Regions from separate parts of the Sus scrofa genome. Here region 1 is linked to region 2. Evidence: chromatin contacts called from public HiChIP or PLAC-seq data. All regions are on one chromosome and are shown on one strand. Each heading gives the region's core, a stretch centred on a gene start, on an enhancer-like site or on the middle of the called end of the contact. The rest is flanking DNA. Distances are from core to core; before and after follow the strand shown.

Region 1 (6,582 bases), core at 566-3,065, 520 kb before region 2:
AATGTAAACCATTTTTAAAAAAAACTGAAGTATTGTTAATTCAGTGTTGTGTTACCTTCAGGTGTACAGCAAAGTGTTAGCTCCATGTGTACAGAAAAATGTGTGTATATATATATATACATACACACACACACACATTTATATATTCTTTTTCAGATGCTTTTCCGTTATAGGTTATCACAAGACAAAATACAGTTTCCTGTGTTATATAGGCCACATTTCTTAACAGAGTCAGAAAGAATGCTGTATTTCTAGAAAGTGTGGACTGAATGAAATCCAAGAGTATAGAACAGATTATGTAGATGCTAATTATCTTTTAAAATAGTTCACAGGATGGAAGAGAGCAACAGTAAATTATCTTTTAAAAGAGTTCACTGAATATAAGGGAGTCAACTAAGAGTTTCTGTATATTTTAACTATGATTAAATTAGAATTCTTAAAGCATATGCTAAAATTTGCCATCCCTGAAGCTGTTTAACTGTGTTTACTTCCTTTTAGTCAGCTCTTCTCTATGAAATAATTCCTTTCCCATCTCGTGAATGTGGAGGCATTACTGCCAACATAGAGAACGCTTTAACTATTTTTAGTAACTTCACAAAGCATTCATTTTTAGGCATCGAGAGATTCTTCCTTTCCTGAAGCCCAAGATCTGCTCTCTTCCAAAGAGCAAACAACACATAATTGTCAGACGTTTATCTCAGGTCATTCTGGCTTGTAACGACTAAAGAGAATCACAACACGATTTTATAATTCTAAGTGAAAGTCCATTTGTGATCGACCTCAATCAGAAAGTCTGTTCAGCAAAAGCTAAAACAAAAGCCAGTCGTTACGCCTCCTGGCCCACCCCGGAAAGTTTTGATACTAGGTCAGAACATAAATAACGGCTTTCTTTGTCTTCTTTCAACTCCTTAATTGTGCCCCACGGCGCCGTTTCCCCGGCGCTGGAATCCTTACTTGACTTGAGGCGTCTAGAAATGTATTACCTGTCGTTAGCCGACAGCGTTTGCTGATGTATTAACAATGACAACTTTGCAGGAGATACACACCCACCCTACAGAAGGAGCTGTGCGCCCTCCGATAATCAAAACTGATAGCCTACTGTCCATGCACTCGGAGTTGTGCAAGCTGTACAAGTCCACCGCTCCATCTAGACTCCATCTCGAAGCCCACAGGCATTAATTTAAAGTGGTGGAGGGTGACTGCCGATTTCTCTCTCTCAAAGAGAAGAAAAGAAGCCGTGACCCCTCCCCCAGCCACAGGAGGCATTTCCCCCCAATAATGGCTCCAAGCCCGGGGAAGAGCAGGCACGGCCGGGGCCCCTCCTCTCGCTCCCGGCTAGGCCAGAGCCCCTCCTCGGGCGCAGGTCGGCGATCTCTCTCTCTCCAGCCCGCAAGGCCCCCCGTTTCCGTCCCTTCCGTGCGGTCTCCACGAGCTCCCGCGGCCCGTACTCTGCTTCCGGCCAGTCTGACAAAACCCCGCGAGCCCACCTACCTCAGCCGCTAGTAGCCCGGCCCCTCAGCGCGTCCAGGGGCTGCCCATCGGCTGGGATCCTCACGCTGGCACCGCTCCCCTCCCAGCCCGGCGCCTCTGCACTGCACGGAGAGCCCAAGAGAGAAGGACAGGCAGCGAGGGCGGCAGCGGCGGCGACGCCGACCCTGATCCCCGGCTCAGACCTCAACCACTGCTCACGGTCCTTCTCGGGACCGAGGAGGAAGAGGCCGCTACAGCCCCGTACGGCGAGGAGCGGCGTGCGCGAGCTCGCGAGGACCGCGCACGCACACGCACACGCGCATCGCGAGACCCAATCTCCCGCCCGACGGCCAGCGCGCAAGCTTGGGAGAGTGGGACAGGGAGCCTGGCTGCGCTTGCGCTGCGTGGGGACGGGCGGGAGGCGGGGCTTAGGCCCGAGCTGCTCGGGTTCTGGGGCAGGTTGGGGGCCACAGAGGGTATGATTTACTGATGTGAATTTTGACTCCAGTTTTGTGACGCTGTAACTACTGCTGACCCCGTTTTTCAGATTACAGGACTAATAAATGATGGAGTCAGGATTTGAACCCAGCATTTCTGCTGTAGAAACTGCTTTTAATTGCTGTTGGCAAAAAGATTTAATAATGCCTTACTGTGCTGAGTGCTGCCCAAAGTATATTAAAAGGACTCAGCTGCTGCACTTTACTTACTTATGGGGGGTGTGTGTGAAACCTCCACTTGTAAATAAAATGGGCGATATTCAAATATGAGGTGTTTGGACCCTCAGTCCTAGGATCATGTGATAATGAAAAACCTCATTTTGTGAGGCTAATTTTTTCAATTCAAACAATTTTTATGACCATGACCACCTCTGAATTACCATAGTCCTCCCACCATTGCAGAAAGGGATGGGACAAGCAGTATGCCTACAAAATCCCCCTATATGTAGCTACTGAGAGGTTTCTGGCATATCGGTCACCCCAAAAAAGCCACTCATTAGAAGGGATTAGTTTCCCCAGTTCTTCCTGCGGTGAATTCGAAGATGTCAGAAAGGTGAGGATCCAGAATTAGGAAGACTGCTGAGAGGAAGATACTTCTTTGACAGCATGAAGAGGATCAAGACTGTATGAGGAAGTCATTCTTAGCACTGAATTCTACCACAGGACAGCACTTGGCCCAGTGCTGCTGCCAGTAGGAAATAAATCAGCAACTTTTCTGGGTGAATACACAAGCCAGGACGCAGACCAAACACAGTACATAGAAAGGAAAGCTCATTCTGGCAGGGTTTCATAGCATGATTCTAATTACTCCTATATGATACTAGAACACAGGACTGATTGTACTAGTATTATCCATATATAAAAGAATACCAGGGAGTTCCCATTGTGGCTGAGAGGGTTAAGAACCTGACATCGTGTCTGTGAGGATGAGGGTTCAACCCATGGCCTTGCTGCAGTGAATGTCACAGATGTGGTTCAGAACCGGTGTGGCTGTGGTGTAGGCTGGCAGCTGAAGCTCAGATTCAACCACTAGCCCAAGGAACTTTCATATGCCGCAGGTGTGGCCATAAAAAGAAAAAAAATATATATATAGGAGTTCCTGTTATGGCTCAGTGGTTAACGAACCCAACTAGTATCCATGAGGACTTGGGTTCAATCCCTGGCCTCACTCAGTGGGTTAAGGATCTGGCATTGCCGTGAGCTGTGCTGTAGGTTGCAGACATGCTCAGATCCTGCATTACTGTGGCTGTGGTGTAGGCCAGCAGTTACAGCTCCAATTGGTCCCTAGCCTGGGAACCTCCATATGCCTTGGATGTAGCCCAAAAAAAACAAAAAAGAAAAAAAAGTATAATTTTTTAAAGGAAAATACCAATATAGAAAACAGCTAAAATGTACACAGATTTGAGGTCATAGTAAGTAGCCTTCCAAAAACTTTTTAAAAACAAATTTTCTCTAAACAAGTTTAATTTTTCCTCTTTTTTTTTTTTTCCCCCTGCCACCCTGTGGCATACGCTAGATCTTCTAACCTACTGTGCCAGGCCAGGGATCCAGCCCGCATTCTGGTGCTGCAGGGATGCCATGGATCCCATGGCACCAGAGCAGTAATCCCATCATTGCAGTGAAATGAGAGAATGCACTGCTGTGCTGCCATACCACATCATGACTAGTCCAAATCCACAACCTTAAACTTTAATCTGACACGGCATTTGTACATAAGATCATTTAAGAAGAAAACTTTCATACTAATAAGCTCAAATGATTTGCAGGCCCAAAGGGGAAGCATCCAGAGTAATAACAGAGGAAGTAAGATATTTCTCGGTTTGAATCCCTTTCTGCCACTTGCCGCCTAAAGGTATCTTGGGCAAGTCACTGCTTTTTCCAAAAGTTTCCCTATAGGTGACATGAAGATAATATATTTCCTGTAGGGCTGTGAAATTAAATGTGCTAACAGGTGAAACATATTGGCTTTAAATGCCTGATCTACCACTTACTAGCTGTGTGATGATGGACAAGCAACTGGTCAACTCAATTCAACATATTTACTGAATTCAAAGTACCAGGGATGCAAGACAGACATGGTCCCTGAAGTTTACATTCCGGTGAAGTAGAAAAAACTCAATCAGAATGTACTCTTACATGCAACGATCTGTTTTTTCTGATAATGATCTCAGGTTGTCTTAATATCACACACAAGTACAATGTACAACTAATGCTGAATACAGACGCTTTTTCAAGAGCATAGCCATTAGTCATCACTTTATTTGTAACAAGAGCACTTTTTTTTTTTGGTATGGCTGTACCTGCAGCATATGAAGTTCCCAGGCTAGGAAGTGAATCTGAGCTGCAGCTGCAGCAACATTGGATCCTTTAACCCACTGCCCTGTGACCAAACTAGTACCACCCAAGCAAATGCAGCTGCATTCTTAACCCACTGTGCCACAGTGGGAACTCCAAGAGTATACTATTTTTTTCTTTTTTTCTTTCAGGACCGAACTCATGGCATATGGAGGTTCCCAGGCTTAGGGTCAAATTGGAGTTACAGCTGCTGGCCACAGTCACAGCCACGCCAGAGCCCAGCAGTGTCTGCGACATATACCACAGCTCATGGCAACACAGGATACTTAACCCACTGAGCGAGGCCAGGGACTGAACCCGAATCTTCATGGATCCTAGTCAGGTTTGTTAATTGCTGAGCCACGAAAGGAACTTACAAGAGTACAGACTCATCTCCCAACATTTCTTCTTCAAAAGTGTACACTTTCGAAATAAAATTTGGACTCAGTTCAGCATATCTCATTCCTTCTCCAAGGGCCTCAGACTGGCTCAGGATAGGCCAGATCAGATTGTTAAACCACCACAAGTTAGTAAAACTTTTGCATGATTAATTGTGATTGTATCCAGGCAAAAGGAAGGCCATAAAAGGAATATTCAACTACGGTGGGAACCTTCCTCTAAAGACATTTCAATTGAGGTAGCACATGTTCTGTTTTTTTTGTTTGTCTGTTTGTTTTTTTAGGGCCGCACCCAAGGCATATGGAGAGGTTCCCAGGCTAGGGGTCAAATCAGAGCTATAGCTGCCAGCCTGCACCACAGCCACAGCAATGCCAGATCGAAGCTGAGTCAGCGACCTAGATCTACACTACAGCTCACGCCAACGCCAGATCCTTAACCCACTGAGCGAGGCCAGAGATCGAACCTGCGTTCACATAAATGCTAGTCAGATTTGTTTCTGCTGAGCCACAACAGGAACTCCAACATGTGTTCTTAAATACTATTCATTTAAACTGAAAGATATCCATAGGGAAAATGAATCTCACTTTCCAGATTTCAGTTTATCAGTAGCCAATGACTGTCCTTGCTAGGTATACAGCTTACAGCAAAACTGAAAGAAAGCGTAAGAAAATGCACTCCCATTCACCCACTGTAACGGTAAGAGTACTAGTATTTATCGAATGCTTACCATCTATCAGGCACTGTTTTATACGCTTTAATATTTTATATATATTATTTCATTGAATCCTTACAGTCTTGATAGGTATTATCATAACCCTATTTTATATATGAGAAGTGAGACATTTTATTTTATTTTTTTGTCTTTTTGCCATTTCTGGGCCGCTCCCGCGGCATATGGAGGTTCCCAGGCTAGGGGTCGAATCGGAGCTGGAACTGCCAGCCTACGCCAGAGCCACAGCAACGCGGGATCCCAGCTGTGTCTGCAACCTACATCACAGCTCACGGCAACGCCGAATCCTTAACCCAATGAGCAAGGCCAGGGATCGAACCCACAACCTGATGGTTCCTAGTCGGATTCGTTAACCACTGCGCCACGACGGGAACTCCCAGAAGTGAGACATTTTAAAGCATTTAAACAACTTGCCTAAAGTTGTCCAAGTGCCCCCTAGTATGTGAATTTAATCATAATTTTGTATGTGAACTGTTATACTGAATGTAACAATATCATACAAAATATATTTTATTAACATTATAAAATCTACTGAAAAAAACCGTAAAAGAGGAGTCGAGTCCTCTGGTGGCCTAGTGGTTAAGGATTTGGTGTTGTTGTCATTGCTGTGGCTTAGGTTCGATCCCTGGCCCAGAAGTTCTGCATGTTGTGGGTGCAGCCAAAAAAAAAAAAATTTTTTTTAAAAGATGAGATTTTAAAAAAGAAATACAAATTCCAGCATTTTCTCCCTGCTTTCAATAGCTTTTTACTATACAGGTGCCTTACTTTGGATCACAGTCAAAATCCACAGCAAAACAAAGTGAAGGTTATCTGTAGTTTTCAAACTAGAATGTGTTATCACAGAATCATTACCATCACAGACACAGGTGTAAAGCAACATTAGACTGTTGTAAAAAGTTACAGAGGAACTTGTTTTCTCTTTAAAGCTCCCAGGCATCCATTCCCCTGCTTTTTTTTTTTTTTCACCCTCAGGAATATGGAAGTTTCCAGGCTACGGAGTCAAATAGAAGCTACAGCTGCCAGCCACAACCACAGCCACAGCCACAGCCACGTGAGATCCGAGCCGCGTCTGGAACCCACACCACAGATCACAGCAATGCTGGATACCCGACCCACTGAGCGAGGCCAGGGATCAAACCTGTATCCTCATGG
Region 2 (7,266 bases), core at 1,061-3,560:
TTTCCCAATCTGGTAAATTAAATATGTTACACGTTTTGTGGGGAGTAGATATGAGGTTCTTTCCTCTGGACATACCACAGGCAGGTATGAAGGGAAAGCAGAACTGCAGTTTTCAGCCCAGGCGGATCAAGTCAGTCTGCTTTGCCAGGCAGCTTGTCTTGTTCTTCATTTGTTTGTTTTGTTTGCTTTTTTAGGGTCGCACCTGTGGCACATGGAAGTTCCCAGGCTCAGGGCTGACTGGGAGCTGCAGCTGCCAGCCTACACCAAAGCCACCGCAATGCCAGATCTGAGCCACATCTGCAACCTTGACCACAGCTCACAGCAACGCTGGATCCTTAACCCACTGAGCAGAGCCAGGGATTGAACCTGCATCCTCATGGATACTAGTCGGGTTCAATACCACTGAGCTGCAATGGGAACTCCAAAGCAGCTTATCTTGAATGAAGGAGAACTTTCAGTCCTGCCAGTAGCTGATCTCTGCATCCAGGGCCACCTTCAGCCTTTTGGTCAAGATGATGCCCTCAGGGCTGGAGGGTGTGTGCTCTTCTCCAGCACATTGCCAAGTGCTTGGGTTGACTGGTATTGAGGGTAGAGTCTAAAAGAGAGGGACCAGGTTCAGTTCTTGCCTTGTACTTCATGGTTTAATGTCCTTTGGAAAACTTCCATCTCTGAGATTCTGTGGACACTGTCATGGCTAAAAACCACAAGCAACATGTCTATGTGTTAAATATATCACTGTTTAGTCTGTTGCTGAAGGACTTCTGGTTTGTTTCCAATTTTTGGTATAACAAACATCACTGCTAGAAACATCCTTATACTTATCTCCTGAAGTCCATGTGCAAAACTTTCTCTAGGGAAAACAACAAGGAGAAGAAGAGCTGGGCATGGGTTGTGCCCATCTACACCTTAACTAGATAATGCCAGATTTTCCAAAGTGGTTGTCCCAAAGTACAGCAGTGTATAAGAGACCCCATTGCTCCACATCCTCACCAACATTGGATGTTGACAGTTTTTGCCAAATGGGTGAGAGTCAAACCTGGAATCTGTGGTTTTCATTTCCCTGCTTACTACCCTTGTGTTACTGGCCATTCATCTTCCTGCTTTTGTGAAGGGCTCTTCTGCCTGTCTATCCCCAGATCATCCCAGGAAGTACACAAGCTCCGTCAGGGTAGGGTACCTCTGTTTGTATGACCCTTCTGTCCTTCGGGCATGAATCTTGAACATAACTGGCGGTGTACGGAGCCAAATATTTCTGCGAATGCAAGGACAACGGAATGCGGATACATTTCACGAATCTCGAAGAGATTTATAGCCAGAGGTCCGATCCTAGGGTATCTGAGCTTTCTTTAAAGCGCACATCACAGCCGCTTCTAACACTACCGGGTCTCAATCAGGACCGGTGCGTCCATCTCCTTGCGGTCTTCCCTCTAGAAAGAAGGCCTGAGTGGGCAGACGGTTGGTGGGGGTGGGGTCGGGGGCGTTTTCTTCTTCCCTTGGAGGCTCGGAGTCGGAGGAAAGCGCCCACCTAGGGGGGAAGGCCACAATGGCAAGACTGCAGCGGCGCCTGTGGAAGCCAGGAGCGCTAGGAGGCCCCAGCCATGGCGCTAGAAGAGACATCGAGGCCCGGGGACAGGTGTGTTGGGGAGTCAGGTGCACTGCGCAGTACTGCAGGTACACCCTCTTCCGCCTACGACTGACCTAATTACAAGGTGCTGGCCGCACCCGGAGGCAGGGGTGGCTACTCCAACCTGGCTACCACTCGGCGCCTGTTCCTGCTCCCAAGATGCAGCAATTCCAGTGCTGTTGTAGAATGGAGGAGCCACGGGGCCCAATTCTCGTTTCCGTGCTTTGGCAGTCGCCAGGTGAGGAGCCGAGGCGTATCACCTCAGGGAAAAAGTCTCCGGCAACAAGGAGCCACCCTCGCACCCCGGCTGCGCCTGCGCCTGGTCCGCAACTACACCCTGCAGGATTTAGTGCTCTAAGATTAGCCCACTTCCCAGCTATAAGCAAGGCCCCTGCTTGGACTCGGTCTTCCCTTCCCCCTCGGCCCCTCCCTTCTACAGGACCGCGCCCTAAAAGCGAAGGTGCCTGTTTCCAGCCGGCTACTTTACGCGCCTGCGCCCTGGCCCCTAGTTCCCGCCCCCGCTCGGGTCTGGCCGCAGATGAGAGCCGGCCCGGCAGTTGCGCAGCTCGTATCCCGGCGCTTCTACCCCTCCTCACCCCGCCACCTCCTGACGCCGGGCGTGACGTCACCACGCCGGCGGCCGCCATTACAGAGCCGAGCTCCAAGGCTAGAGCGAGCGGAGGAGGTCAGTGGCCGGTAGCCGAACACCGAGGGGCGAGTCAACCGGGCAGCGCTACTGCCGAGCAGCCTTCAGCAGCCACACAAGTACCCCGGGGGCCGACGGCAGCGTGTGCGTGTGGCCCGTGTGCGGGCGGCGGCGCGGGAGTAGCGCGGAGCGGCAGCCGGTTCGGGCGGGTGGCATCATGGACGAGAAGGTGTTCACTAAGGAGCTGGACCAGTGGATCGAGCAGCTGAATGAGTGCAAGCAGCTGTCCGAGTCCCAGGTCAAGAGCCTCTGCGAGAAGGTGAGCTGCACTCCGGCTTCGGGAGCCGGGGCGGGCCGAGCCCGCCGAGAAGGAAGCGGCCGCGGGGAGGGTGCAACATGGCGGAGGCCAGCGGCCCCGGCCCCCGAGCCTCCCAGACCGGCCCCCGGCGCGGCCCGGCGGCGGCTCCCGGACGACCCGGCGCCCCCTGCCTCCCGCGCAGGGATTGGTTGTCGCTGCCACCGCCGCCTAAAATGGCGCCGTTCACCCGACTCCGGGGCTTCAGAGCTTCCCGGCCTTGGCTGGAAGCGAAGTGGCTGGGGGAGGGTGCGGGGGAGCGGAGACCCTGCGAGTAAGGGTCAGGGACGGTTTTGATATCTGGGCACGAGGTCTTAGGTTCTACGGCCTGGGAATGGGGCCTGGGACTCTTCTGTGAGTTTGGTGGGAGGTTTCTTACTTGTACTCAGGCCGAATGCTTAGGTCCAGAGCTGTCCAGAGGGTCCCCCAGAGGCAAGCTTGTAGGCCGGATCCCGGGACCTATCTAATAAAGGTCACGCAGATTTAGCATCGTCTTGAGTGGTTTATGGTAAACCTCTCGAGCTGTGTTTTCCAGAGACTTATTAGTACATTTTTTCGAGAATTTTTAAATGAGCTTTTAATCTAAGTTTCAATGAAGGTCATGGTGGTAGTTATAGGGAGGAGTATAACTTATTTTTCATAGTTGGAAGAATTAGACATTTTGGTGAGTCATTCTACATAGGAGCTTTGGGATTGGAAATCAAGTGTCAGTTTAATCTCTGATTTATATGCTGACTCAAATTGGATAGTATGAAACCCTTCTTTAAGCTTAAGGTTCTTGGCATTTTGCCATTTGTTTTTTAAATGAGCAGCATAAACTGTTAAGACCAGCAGATTTTGTATCCTTGCTCTCTGCTGGAAAAGTTGTTAGTATATTTGTGACTTTAAGTAGTAAGTATGATATTAACAGCTGTTGATCGAGCTTTTGCTGTATTCCAGTCATTGTGTTTAGTGTTTAAATCCCACAAACGTTTAAAATGGAATGTTGTAGTCTGTTTTAGAAGTCCATTTTAAATGACCTAATTCTGATTTGTTTTTCCCAAGGAGTTGGGGAAACAGGTAGCCTGTTTAAGTCTTATAATTCAGTTTTCTAAAGTAGAGAAAATGCTGATCTCCACCATGAATGTTTCAACTTCTCTTTTTAAAAATAACTCTGCAGCATCTTTAGTTCCACAGAATGGTGGAGTATCATCAACATTTTGTATTAGTGAAGAGAGTTATTAGAAAGCAATTACGCTGACTCGTTTGTGGTTTGATGTGAAAATTAGATTCGTAAATTTGACATATACGCTCCTAAAACAGGCTTTTTCAGAAACTCTTCTGTGAATTACTGCAATTTAAGTAAGTCTAATTCAGATTTGTTTATCCCAAGCCTCAACAAAACTTCTAGTTGATGAGGTGGCACATCATCTCTTGGAGCTGAATTTTAATACTGGCAATGTAGAGCCTTTTGTTGCTTCTTGATCCTTAATTCTTTTACATCAGATGAAAATGACATTTGTTTAAAGTTTTGGAAGTGGGCTTTTAAAAATTGTTTAATGTATAGTGTTAGGTCTTAGTTTTTGGATACTGTAAGTGATGATTTTAAAGATTTTTAGAGTTGAGTACTTAACTCTATATAAAGACTTTGAGTCAGCAGTTGGCTAGATGACTAGTTATTTGTGTAGCAAACATTGCAACAGAGTAATGATGTGGTTGGAAGACCACTGGACTGTGAGTTAGACCTGGACACTGGTCCTTTTTCTGCCACCAAGTAATTGTGACCTTGAGGCAATCACTTCACTTGGTCCACATTTTCTTGTCTATAGAGTTAAAACATGTTCCAGGGTTCCTTCTAATCATTTGAGATTATACAATTGCATTTTAAAATAGTACTCTGTATTTAAATATTGAACACTTATTGGATATCCAAGATTGCTTACTTTTATGAGAGGAGTGAAAAGCAATGAAAAATAATCATGCTTATTTTTAAGGATCTTGAATCTGGTTGGAAGTCTGTAGTAGATAGACCACAGAAGTAAAGGGTCTGTGTTGGAGACAGCAGAAGATATTGGAATTATGGTGGGGGGACTGAAGCTTGATCCCCTTGGTAAATATTGTTTGCTATGTCTCTGTAATATCAAGATGGAGTGAGATTAATCAGTTTATGTTTAAATCCCCATTGCTCATCCACTGTATAAAGATTTTAATTCTTGGAGCATATATATATATATATATATATCTTTGATGCTAGATTTTCAAGACATGGGTCCTTTTGGAGGTTGTCACATAGCCTTCATACTGTTTTTAATTTGTAAGTATTCCGTCTTTGGGAACTGTATTAACCTTCCAAAATAAATTAACTTGAAGGCAGTTTTTTAGGTATAGTAAGTCTTTCTAGTGAAACAAAAGTTCTCTTTTCACTATTAATATTTGTGTGGCCAATAGCACAACTGGCAAAACCTGTATATTTTGAAAATCTTGAGTGGAAAACCTTTTTTCATTAGTGTAATAATTAGCGTAATTATTTTTCTTTTTAAAGAAAAGATATTTGGTGGAGGTAGATATTTGGAAATAGTTGATAATTTCTTTGATTATAAGAAAGTATATTTATAGACCAGGGTGAATAGGGTTTTTATGTTATTAACTATGTAAGTTTTTTCCCCACAAGATGTGACTAAGGTCTGTATCAAAGCCAAGGTTGTTGTGTGTGCAGTATACCTTGTCATTTTTGGGGATCATAATTTGTTGATTGTTTAAAAATTTGTGATGAGTGAAGCAGTTTTGTCTGTAGGCACAGTTCTGTAGTCAGTGAGGTTAGTGCATCTGTGTATCTAGACTGGTATGTTTCTATCTCCTGATTGGAAGAATAAGTAGTATCCACTTGCTTTTACATTAACTGTATTACAAGTCTTTTGTTAGGATCAGCAGTGGTTTCATTTAGGTATGATTTTTGGCCTTGTGTTTTCAGGTCTTACCAAACTTGTGGAGAATGTTGTTTGATAGCCAGGTGTTTTGTTTTGTTTTGTTTTCCAGAGGAGTTCTTTACTTATGTAGGTATGCTGTTTTCCACTGCTGTGCAGGTGCTATAAATAAAATGCAATCATTAAGGCTTCACTTAGTTTTAACATTTGTTACATGAGTATGGAAAAAGCAGCCCTCTTCCTTCTAGTTGGATGACCTGCAAAATACTTGGCCAAGGTTAAATTCCTGTATGAAGTGGATAATATATTTTTGTGTGTATGCATGTTTAATTTAAAAGGCCTTTTGGCTTATTTCCATAAAGATTAATTTGAATATTCAGAACAAGCAGTTGTGGGAGGAGCATGGTGAGGAATGTTGTTTTCATCATTCTTTCATGTACACTGGTCTCTTAACGGGTTTATGAGGCAATGATCCTCGGTTATAGTTAGAAACCCGAGGCTCAGAAAGGTAAAATGACTTGATTATAGGGCTAACTAGAAATTGCTTGGGTTATGGATTGTAAGCCCAATGTTTTAGTCTTGCTTCACAGCCCCCTTCTCTTTTCTGAAATAGTGTTAATAATGAAAGATGCAGACGAATTGGGGCCAGATTGAATTTTCGAATCAAGAACTCTGTAAAAGAAAGCTAACTTTGTGTTCTGATTGCTTGAAAACTTGCTATTCATGTCACATTCTGTTGTCTTAGTCTGTCCTAGAGGAGGAAACAGTAATTATTCTTGAATTTTGAAGGTGGCTAACTGTGTTTGCCTCTCACATAAGATTAGTGAGATGAAAGCCCCAGTTCATTTTCTGTATTTTCTCAGATAGTATAAATCATGATCCAGAGACCGAGCTCTGAAATACTCTAATAAAGTGTAACTGACATTCATATTGTTTATTACAGTTTGTTAAAAAATGCCTTTTTATCCTTATAGCTTCCACAGTCAAGCCTGTTTGCCTGTGTGTATTTTGTGATCTCCCAGACCTGAAGCGGTAATGCAGTTGTTTTTGAATTGACTTGTTGAGGAACATCAAAAAAGTGAACAGTTCTTTGGTGGAGACACACAGGTTCCCCCAATTCTGCCTTTGTTTTCTCCCTCAGAGACAAGAGTTTTGTGTGTGTGTATGGGCTCTAGGGCTAAGTGAGACTCCTACTGTAGAAAGAATGATGGGCACTGAAAGAGTGTTGGCGATAACGCTGGTCTGGCGTTCCTTTCCCCATACCTCATTGTTAGTCAAGTTTGTCAGTTACCTTTTTCACTTTTTTGCTTAACCTGTTTCTCATTACTGTCCTCTGAAAAAACCTTCAATCTGCATTCCCCCGTGCAAGTTGAGATCTGATAGGAACTAGAACTAGGAAGGGAAAAGATTTTGTTTGCTTGTTTTTGCTTTTTAGGGCCATACTTGGGCACGTGGAAGTTGCCAGGCTAGGGGTGGAATAGGAGCTACAGCTGCCAGCCTACACCACAGCCACGGCAACGTGGGATACAAGCTGTGTTGGCAGCACGGGATCCTTAACCGGTGAGGCCAGGGATCAAACCTGCATCCTCATGGATACTAGTCGGGTTCATAACTGTCTGAGCCACAAGGGGAACTCCTTGTTGTTGTTTTAAATAGGTTTTCTTTTTGCTTTTTTTTTTTTTTTTTTTTCCAGCTTTAGAGCAGAAGTGGTAGAAGAGGCTGAAGTAGAGAGATCTGG

What was found. HiChIP or PLAC-seq counts read pairs in DNA pulled down with a chosen protein or histone mark.
Region 1: a contact with region 2 is called in an H3K27ac HiChIP or PLAC-seq map of alveolar macrophages. The contact joins the promoter of C2H5orf24 here to the promoter of PPP2CA in region 2. A contact is called at or near these places in 1 of 5 promoter capture datasets (liver) and 2 of 2 datasets of contacts at active chromatin or transcription factors (alveolar macrophages and skeletal muscle).

The regions. Positions count from the first base shown.
Region 1 is chr2:137,033,204-137,039,785 of Sscrofa11.1, reverse strand. C2H5orf24 (UPF0461 protein C5orf24 homolog) reads right to left here and starts at 1,815. Exons shown (of 2, transcript XM_005655017.3): 1 at 1,492-1,815.
Region 2 is chr2:136,517,674-136,524,939 of Sscrofa11.1, reverse strand. PPP2CA (protein phosphatase 2 catalytic subunit alpha) reads left to right here and starts at 2,310. Exons shown (of 7, transcript NM_214366.1): 1 at 2,310-2,589. The coding sequence starts at 2,488.